Regions from separate parts of the Bicyclus anynana genome. Here region 1 is linked to region 2. Evidence: chromatin contacts called from public Hi-C data. All regions are on one chromosome and are shown on one strand. Each heading gives the region's core, a stretch centred on a gene start, on an enhancer-like site or on the middle of the called end of the contact. The rest is flanking DNA. Distances are from core to core; before and after follow the strand shown. Region 1 has its middle 37 kb from the start of LOC112046422. Region 2 holds the start of LOC112046422 (protein distal antenna).

Region 1 (4,251 bases), core at 191-2,690, 38 kb before region 2:
ATCATTGAAAGTGTTTAAAACCGCGTGAAAATCAACCAATCAATGTTTGAATGATTTGAACAAAAAACACGAGAAAATCACAATTTTTCACAAAATTACAACAGTGCTTTTTACCCATTTACCTCATCAAAAACTTCAAAGTGGCATCACGCGAATAAATGGAATTAAACGTTTGCGCGTTATTTATCTAGAATGTTCTCAAAACGTACGCCCATCCGTCTTGTGCCGTAACTCCTGCATTTCACGCGCGGCTGGACGGAGCCGAACTATCTATACCTGCGTTGACTCGCGATCTTATTACCGCGCCGGGAGCAAAAAACACACAAAGGAAGCGGCGGCGGCGAGATTTATGAACGCGCGGCGCCGCGCCCGCGCCCGCGCCCGCTCCCGCTCCGCCCGTACCATACCGTTAGCTAATCCTTCGGGAACGGAATCTATACTAATATTATAAAGCTGAAGAGTTTGTTTATTTGATTGAACACGCTAATCTCAGGAACTACTGCTCCGATTTGAATAATTCTTTCAGTATTAGATAGACCATTTATCGAGGAATTTTTATTTTATCTCCGTGTTCCTACGGGAACGGGAACCACGCGGGTAAAACCGCGCTGCGTCAGCTAGTACAAACATATTTATTTATTTATCCGATTTTAGAGAGCTGTGCTAGCCCAGTGGATATGACTCCTCTTCGATTCGATTTGAATCCGGTCCGGGACTAGCACCTCCAATTCAACTTATATCTCAAACAGTGAAGGAAAAGCATCGCGTGGAAATCTGCATACCATTGAATTTTCTTCAATTTCTAAGTCTGCCAATCCGCGTCTAGCGTGGTGGACTAACCCCTCTCATTCTGAGAGGAGTATCATGCTCAACAGTGAGTCGTTTATGGGTTACTAGCGGACGCCCGCGACTTCGTCCGCGTGAAATTTAGTTTTTCACAAATCCCACGGGAACCATGGATTTTTGCGGGTTGAAAAGTAGCCTATGTGTTAATCCAGAGTAAAATCTATTTCCATTCCAAATTTCAGCCAAATCGCTTCAGTAGCCGCAGCGTAAAGGAGGAACAAACATACTTAGACACTATCACACTTACACAAACTTTCGCCTTTATATTATTAGTGTGATTAATGATTCGATTTTATGACCAATATCCACACGAATTCTTACATTGTTAACTAACTATGGACCTCATCAGAAGGCACTTGGTCCAAAACTTGTACGATGCTTGAGAGTTTTGTGTTACCCGTCTACAGTGAAGATAGCTGTAGTAGGCAGTTTACTTTGATTCAAAATTGCCACTTCAAGCAAAGTTAAATAAACAAGCGAATATGTCAATGTTCCAGCATGTTCGTAACATGGGGCACAGTCGCACTGCGGGATCTTTAGCCAAAAAAAAACGAGAAAAAAACACAAAGGAAGTAACGGCTACAAGCGGCCGGCCTTTCGAAGACGGAGGCGCGGCGCCGCCTGAGGCTTGCCGGCTCGCGGTCGCGCGCCGCGGTGTGCGGGGTATACAGTTCAGTATACAGAAAGGAAATTATTTTATTGTCAGGTAAAAAAAAAACAAGGAAATATATATATAATAATGAAAGCTGTGATAGCCCAGTGGATATGACCTCTGCCTCCGACTCCGGAGGGTGTGGGTTCGAATCCGGTTCGGGGCATGCACCTCCAACTTTTCAGTTGTGTGCATTTTAAGAAATTAAATATCACGTGTCTCAAACAATGAAAGAAAAACATCGTGAGGAAACCTGCATACCAGAGAATTTTCTTAATTCTCTGCGTGTGTGAAGTCTGCCAATCCGTTGGGCCAGCGTGGCAGACTATTGGATTAACCCCTCTCATTCTAAGAGGTGACTCGAGCTCAACAGTGAGCCGAATATGGGTTGATAATGATGAATGATAATTATTGTTCTAACCAAATAAAGGTCTCCCACTCAGCATAGAGCTACAGCTAAGTAACTGCTGAGTTTAGTAGATTTTTAACCCCGAAAACTGTCAGATGCGAGATCCTCATATAAATGTCCCACACACACGCACACGGGAGCCACGCTAAACCCACAAAACGCTACCACCGACCGCTTTACTGTAATTTTCATACATTTTAGGACTCACCGCACACGCCACAAAACACCGCTTCTAGCTTTAGGTGGCGGCGTTTGTGGTTGTGGCGTTTGCGGCGACACAAGATTTAGTGCTTAATACTTTTGTGTTGTTTATACTCAAACCAAACTCTATTACTCGTTCAAATGCTATTAATTTTTAGCAAATTGTTGACTACACTGCATTTGCCTGCAAAGATTTACATCCAACCGTTCACTAATATAAAAACATGTTGATCAACTTCAGCTATAGCGCCGAACCTCAGTTCAATTCAAGACAAAGTCTTCCTGAACTGTAAACTAGCTAACCCGTGTAAGATGGGAGCACGCACACACGTAAGCGATGCGCGTAGGTGTCGATACGCGGAAGTGATAGAACAGCTTGTTTGCTTGTGTGCTCGCGTTGCTTAACTAACGTACCATCCGCGCCGACAAATGCGGCGCCTTTTCACAACTGCGCTGCGAGCTGCGGAAAATAAGGTCTTTAATGTTGTTGGGTAGGTAGAGAGGTACTCTTAGTTCGTTTGAAACCTAACGAACGCAAGGCATTGTGTTAGGTTATGTGTTTATCAGTGAGTATGTTTGTTCCTTTGCGACCAACGATCTTCTATTAAAAAGTGGATGCACAATCAGCGACCAAAAAACGTCCCCACACAATGTGCCAAACACAACTTCTTGGCACTTAATTCAAGTAGTCGCATTTGGAAATTGAAAAAAATCAACTTTAAACTCAATCCTTAAGGTTGAATTTGGTCTGAATTTGGGATTGTATTAAATATTGGACTATATGGCCTCTAAGTATAATTTTCTTTACCAATAATTGTAAAACTGTCAAAGCAAAATTCGCCAGTTTTTAAGTGAAATTTTCTACGTGCATCCTTTTATTATAAGAGGTCGTCAATGTTTGGGACCCGTTTAAACACTAGCCTAAGCGCTGTAAGTTCTGTGTTTGTGATGCTTTAACAGTCCTGGATGAGCCTGAGTATAAGATATTTAAGCAATTACTCAGCGCATACCGTCTAGGCACCAACGTGGACTGAGAAAAAAATCAACACACAAAAGTCAAAGCAATTTTAAAATCGAAAAGTGTTGTCGATCGTCCAAAAGACATGCGTTGACACGAATTAAGGGGTTTTAAGGGTTCCAGGAAAGACGATTCGGGCACAGTTTTTGTCTCGCATCTGCCCACTAAGGGTGCATGCACAATTGACGTAAAGTGACTACTTTTCAAGTGTGAACGTAGAGACAATAAACATTTTTTAAAGTTAAACTTGTTTACGCGTTGACTTGGAGTGTAATCTGGTTAATGCGTTACGAAGTGTACCACGTCTTCTCCTACCCCCACTAGGCCACTAGGCCACGTTTAATCCGTGTTAGTTATTAATGAATAACACTTATATGCCGTGAGAGCCCAATAGATATTCCAACTTTTCAGTTGTGTGCATTATAAGAAATGAAACATCACGAGTCTCAAACGGTGAAGGAAAAACATCGTGAGGAAACCTGCATACCAGAGAATTTTCTTAATTCTCTGCGTGTATGAATTCTTCCGAGACCGACTGACCGAGAAGGTATTGCACTGGTACCCACGTGACGAGCGCCAGTCGAGAGGCCGGCCAAAAAGACGCTGGCGCGACGACATCGTCGACGCAGCGGGGACCACCTGGACAAGGTTGGCGAGAGACACAGAAACATGGAAAAGGATGGAGGAGGCCTATGCCCAAAAATGGGCGTTTCAATAATAAATTGACATTTAAAGCACTGATGTAAACCTGTAGAACTAACTATCTTTGACTAAACTAATAGTGACAATGACGAAGAATTTTTCTGACGTAAGACATTTAATAACATTTCGAATTAAAATTGACATGTAGAAAATTTAAAATTAATATTAGATTTGTTATGAATGATGTTTTATAATTAGTTTTATATTATTGGAATTAAAGGCTAAAGCCTTTATTATTATTATTATGAATTCTTCCAATCCGCATTGGGCCAGCGTAGTCGACTATTGGTCTAACCACCTCATTCTGAGAGGAAACTCGATTTCAGCAGTGAGCCGAATATGGGTTGTTAAAGATGATGATTATGAATAACACTCATAATACGATACACATCTGCTACGATATTTATGTATTCACGTGATGTT
Region 2 (4,148 bases), core at 1,480-3,979:
AAAATATATCTAGGAGGAATAACATAAATACCCAAGGAAGTAGGTATGTTTATAGTATTATACGAATGTTATGTGGTCTACTTATGTATGGATTAATCATATACCATCGTTATATTATGTATTAATTATTATTATTAAGTATTACTTAAGACTTCGTTGGTTCAGTGGTTAGCCTATGTGGTTTCAGATCATGAGGTTCTGGGTTCGAGTCTGGGTCAGTCTTCGACATACTGAGCTAGATTTTTCATAAAACTCAGCCAGAAGTTAGTAGTTGGTGAAGACGAAGACGCCTTGGAGCACACGCTAAGTCGCTGGTTCCGGTCATTATAATTGGAGACAAGACGCGTACCATGTTGCCTGATATTATTAGGATATTAAAGTTAAAGGGTTTAACATTATCGCACCCTCAGGCTTAGCCCGCCAACCTGCATTGGAGCAGTGTGGTGGAAATGCTCATATCGATGGAAGGGATACATGGGGTACCTTACCTTTTATTACATTAATTATACATAGGTATAGAAGAGGGCTTGGCTGCAATCATACTTGACAATAAGCGATGATGCAGCCTATGGTGGAACGCGCTTGCCTAGAAGGTGCCTAATCACAATAATGGATTTGAAAAAAAACCTACAACATAGGTCATATACCTATGTTGTAGGTTTTGTAGGTTAATTCACAATTTAGCCCTTGACTACAATCTCACCTGATGATAAGTGATGATGCAATCTAAGATGGAAGCGGGCTATCTTGTTAGGAGGAGGATGATAATCCACACCCCTTTCGGTTTATACACAACGTCGTACCGGAACGCTAAATCACTTGGCGGTACGTCTTTGCCGGTAGGGAGGTAACTAGCCACGGCTGAAGCCTTCCACCAGCCAGACCATTTAAGAAATACCGCAAACGGCACAGCCGGGGATCGAACTCAGGACCACCGTCTAGTAAATCCACCGCGCATACTACTACGTCACGAAGGCCGTCAAAACCGAGGTGGTAGGGAAAACGGAAGCTGGAAGGGCATTCCATAACTTGATAGTGCGAATCAGGAACGAAGAACTGAAACGCTTCATACGCGTCAAAGGGACATCAAGTACGTATGGATGCAGACCTTTGCGATAATTGGCAGTTCTTTGGTAGAAAAGTGAAGAAGGAACTAGATCGAAAACTAGCTAACTACAGTTTTTTTTTTACTTGAGAATGTAATTTACTTGAGAATGTAACTATTTATAATAATTTTACTCATTAAAACATGACAAGTAGATAAATACGTGTAACTACATATCAATAATTTTTTTTTCTTATGTTTCTGTTTTGCTTGTTTTCTTTTATTTTTTATGGTGTATAAATAAAGAGTATTAAATAAATAAAATAAATAAATAATTTAAGACCAAATCATACGAAATCAGAACAATTCTAATAACACTTAGCATTGCATTTAATAGCATACCTATTTATAGATAAAATATTATTCATAATTTTATAATAATTTTAAATTATTACTTTCTCGCGAGATATTAATGTTGCCCGTATTAGATTTCAACGCGAGCGAAGCCGCTGGATCAGCTAGTGATGGTAGACATTGATTAGCAAAACAAAATAATATATTATACTCACGTTATGTTAGAATACAATTATAGTATGAATACTATAATTGTATTAGTATTTTATTAGTGTTATATTAAACTTTCAGCTTTTATTAAATGAAGACGGTCTGGCCACTGCAGATTCTGAGACCACCCAAACTGTTCCCACGAAGTCGGCTACATGGTTTCCTTAACTTTTTTTTTTCAGTTACAACAACTAAGTACCTACCTAGAATAAGTTTGTATATCACTAGTTCGAAATACCTACCCTACAAACTTTCATCTTTGTTTCTACCCCTTTCATTTTTTTTTATTTTTGCGTAAATATGTATGCATGGATAGCCTTGTCCACAGACGTATTTTTTGTATTTAGCAAACAGATAGACAGATTTTTTTAACATTCATACGTAATGCAGCATGGTTAGGTACAGGTTAAAATTGATAATAATATACCTAGAAAAGTTATTGTTTGCAGTTTTACATTCATTAGGTACCTATACCGATTGATTTACCTACCTACCAAATACCAAAGTATTAAAGAAATTCTACAAAAATAGGATCAACTAGGTACTTACACTTACTCGTAATAACTGTTTATACAACAAAAGGTTTTGTTACAAATATTGATGTAGATACCTATCGCACGGTATACTAATTGTATTGTGCCTATGGATATGGATGCCATGGACATTATAGAAAATGTGCTTAAAAAATAGGTAGATAAAAAAAGCCTACCTTTAAAATTTATAAGAACATCCAATTGTGTCGTCTATTGTTTAAAGTAAACGATTATGAGTTTAGGATATAGGATTACGTAGGAACTACCTAAGTAGGTAACTATTCAGATTTTTTAAATAAAAAAATGAAATGAACCGTTTTACTAAGTTACTTAATAAGAAAAGTGTTACTAAACAATATCAAGTTGCAAAATCATAGCATCCAAACATGTTAATTTATTCAGAAATACACAAATAAACAATGCACAAGTTGTAATAATTACGACTATTCACCGCTAACTATTAGTTGCCGAGACAGCCGCGAGACGCACCGAGTCATTACGAGATAAAGTTTAGAAAAGTTGCCGGCGTGCGGAAAAGTTGAGTGAACTTCGGGCGGGCGATAAAACTTTTGCCGTCCGCGATCTTTTCGGTAGAAAGTTGATGCGCGGAGAATTAATTGCGTTAATAAAGTGCGGAGGCCGGTCGCCGGTGTTTACGGCTCGCGGGGTCCGCGGGGCGCGGCGGGGGCGCGGGGGCGCGGGCGGGCGCCGGACGGACACAAAGGAGAGGCGCGGCCGGCGGACGGCGGACCGCGGCTGGCCTTATCACCACCGGCACACAGTCGCCGCGCGCGCCCCGCGACGAACGTATCGTGCCGTGCCGCCGCCCGAAGGACAACTGCCGACCGAACTAGTGTTGCCGTGTTGCGTGATAGTGAGTGAAACCCTAAACTGTGGAACACGTGCCGCGTTTGCGCATACCTGCATCGCTTGTGCCGTTTGTGCCGTGCCGTGCCGTTTGTGCTGCGGCGCAACGGCTGGCTCCGCGAAAATTGTAAACACAACACACGTGCCGGCTCGCAAGTAAGTTGACAACTTTTCACTGCGTTAGTCTGTAAACTCGCTAGACGAATTAATTTTGGCTCCGTTTTTGATTGTTGCACTTATTTTTAAAGTTACGAGTATATCTCTATTGTCATAATCTATCAACATCAACACTTTCCACTGTGTAAACTGTGACTTAAATCACGAGCAAACTTTAAGTAATACTTTTGCAAGTAATCACCAAAGTTTTCATATATTTATTAGATAACACACTAACTGTCTAAGAAAACGAAAATTACTTTGCTGTAACAATTTTTCAAAGGTATTCTTAATTGACAAATTTTGAAAAATTATAAACCACTACATAATTTTCATGGTGTTATAATGATGACTGAATAGCTTTTTCACTTACAGACATTTTGTTTCATTTGCCAATGCAATTTTGCTAAAGTGTTTTTAAAATTAAAACACTTAAGTAAAGTCCTTAATAAAGACATGAAACTTTGCATCTTCCACTTCTTCTTAAATCAAAATATTATATTAATTATGTTAAATTATACTGAAGGAAGCTTTCGTTATCCCAAATGATTTTGAAATATAAATAAATGAGTTATTTTATTATACTAATTCATAGTCTTGATTAAAAATTGAATAATTCTCGCCAGAATAGTTAAATTTTTGCCTAAGAATATGTAAACTCCTAAAAAGTCCTGTCGAAAATGCTATTTTTATATTAAATATCGGATTTTGATTATAGTTCCGTAGGTGTAATGCCGACGGAAAAGTGCGTAAAAAATAAGAATTCAAACTTAGCGCGTTCATTATAGGAAACTTTTCTGAGATTTCTCATTCGTAATCTATAAGACTTGCCATATTCGTACCTAATTACCTAAGCCTATCGAATTTTAGTTCTATCACAAAGTTGACTAAAAATTAACAAAACTATTAGATAACTCCAATCCGTCAATCTTCATTTTTCACTTTGTGCGCCAAAGAAAATCGCCTAATTACTACAGCCAAGT

What was found. Hi-C and Micro-C count contacts between places; a contact is called where the count stands out from the background.
Region 1: a contact with region 2 is called in a Hi-C map of whole body, with 3 times the contacts expected there. The contact joins the enhancer-like site here to the promoter of LOC112046422 in region 2. A contact is called at or near these places in 2 of 2 Hi-C or Micro-C datasets (whole body and whole larva).

Annotation. Positions count from the first base shown.
Region 1 is chr21:11,328,785-11,333,035 of ilBicAnyn1.1, reverse strand. No RefSeq gene overlaps it. Among protein-coding and RNA genes, the nearest start is that of LOC112046422, 37 kb to the right of the region's middle. Within about 2 kb of position 1,440, at least 8 of the 8 cell types and tissues checked have open chromatin away from gene starts, as enhancers often do.
Region 2 is chr21:11,292,485-11,296,632 of ilBicAnyn1.1, reverse strand. LOC112046422 (protein distal antenna) reads left to right here and starts at 2,729. Exons shown (of 2, transcript XM_024083034.2): 1 at 2,729-3,165. The coding sequence starts at 2,744.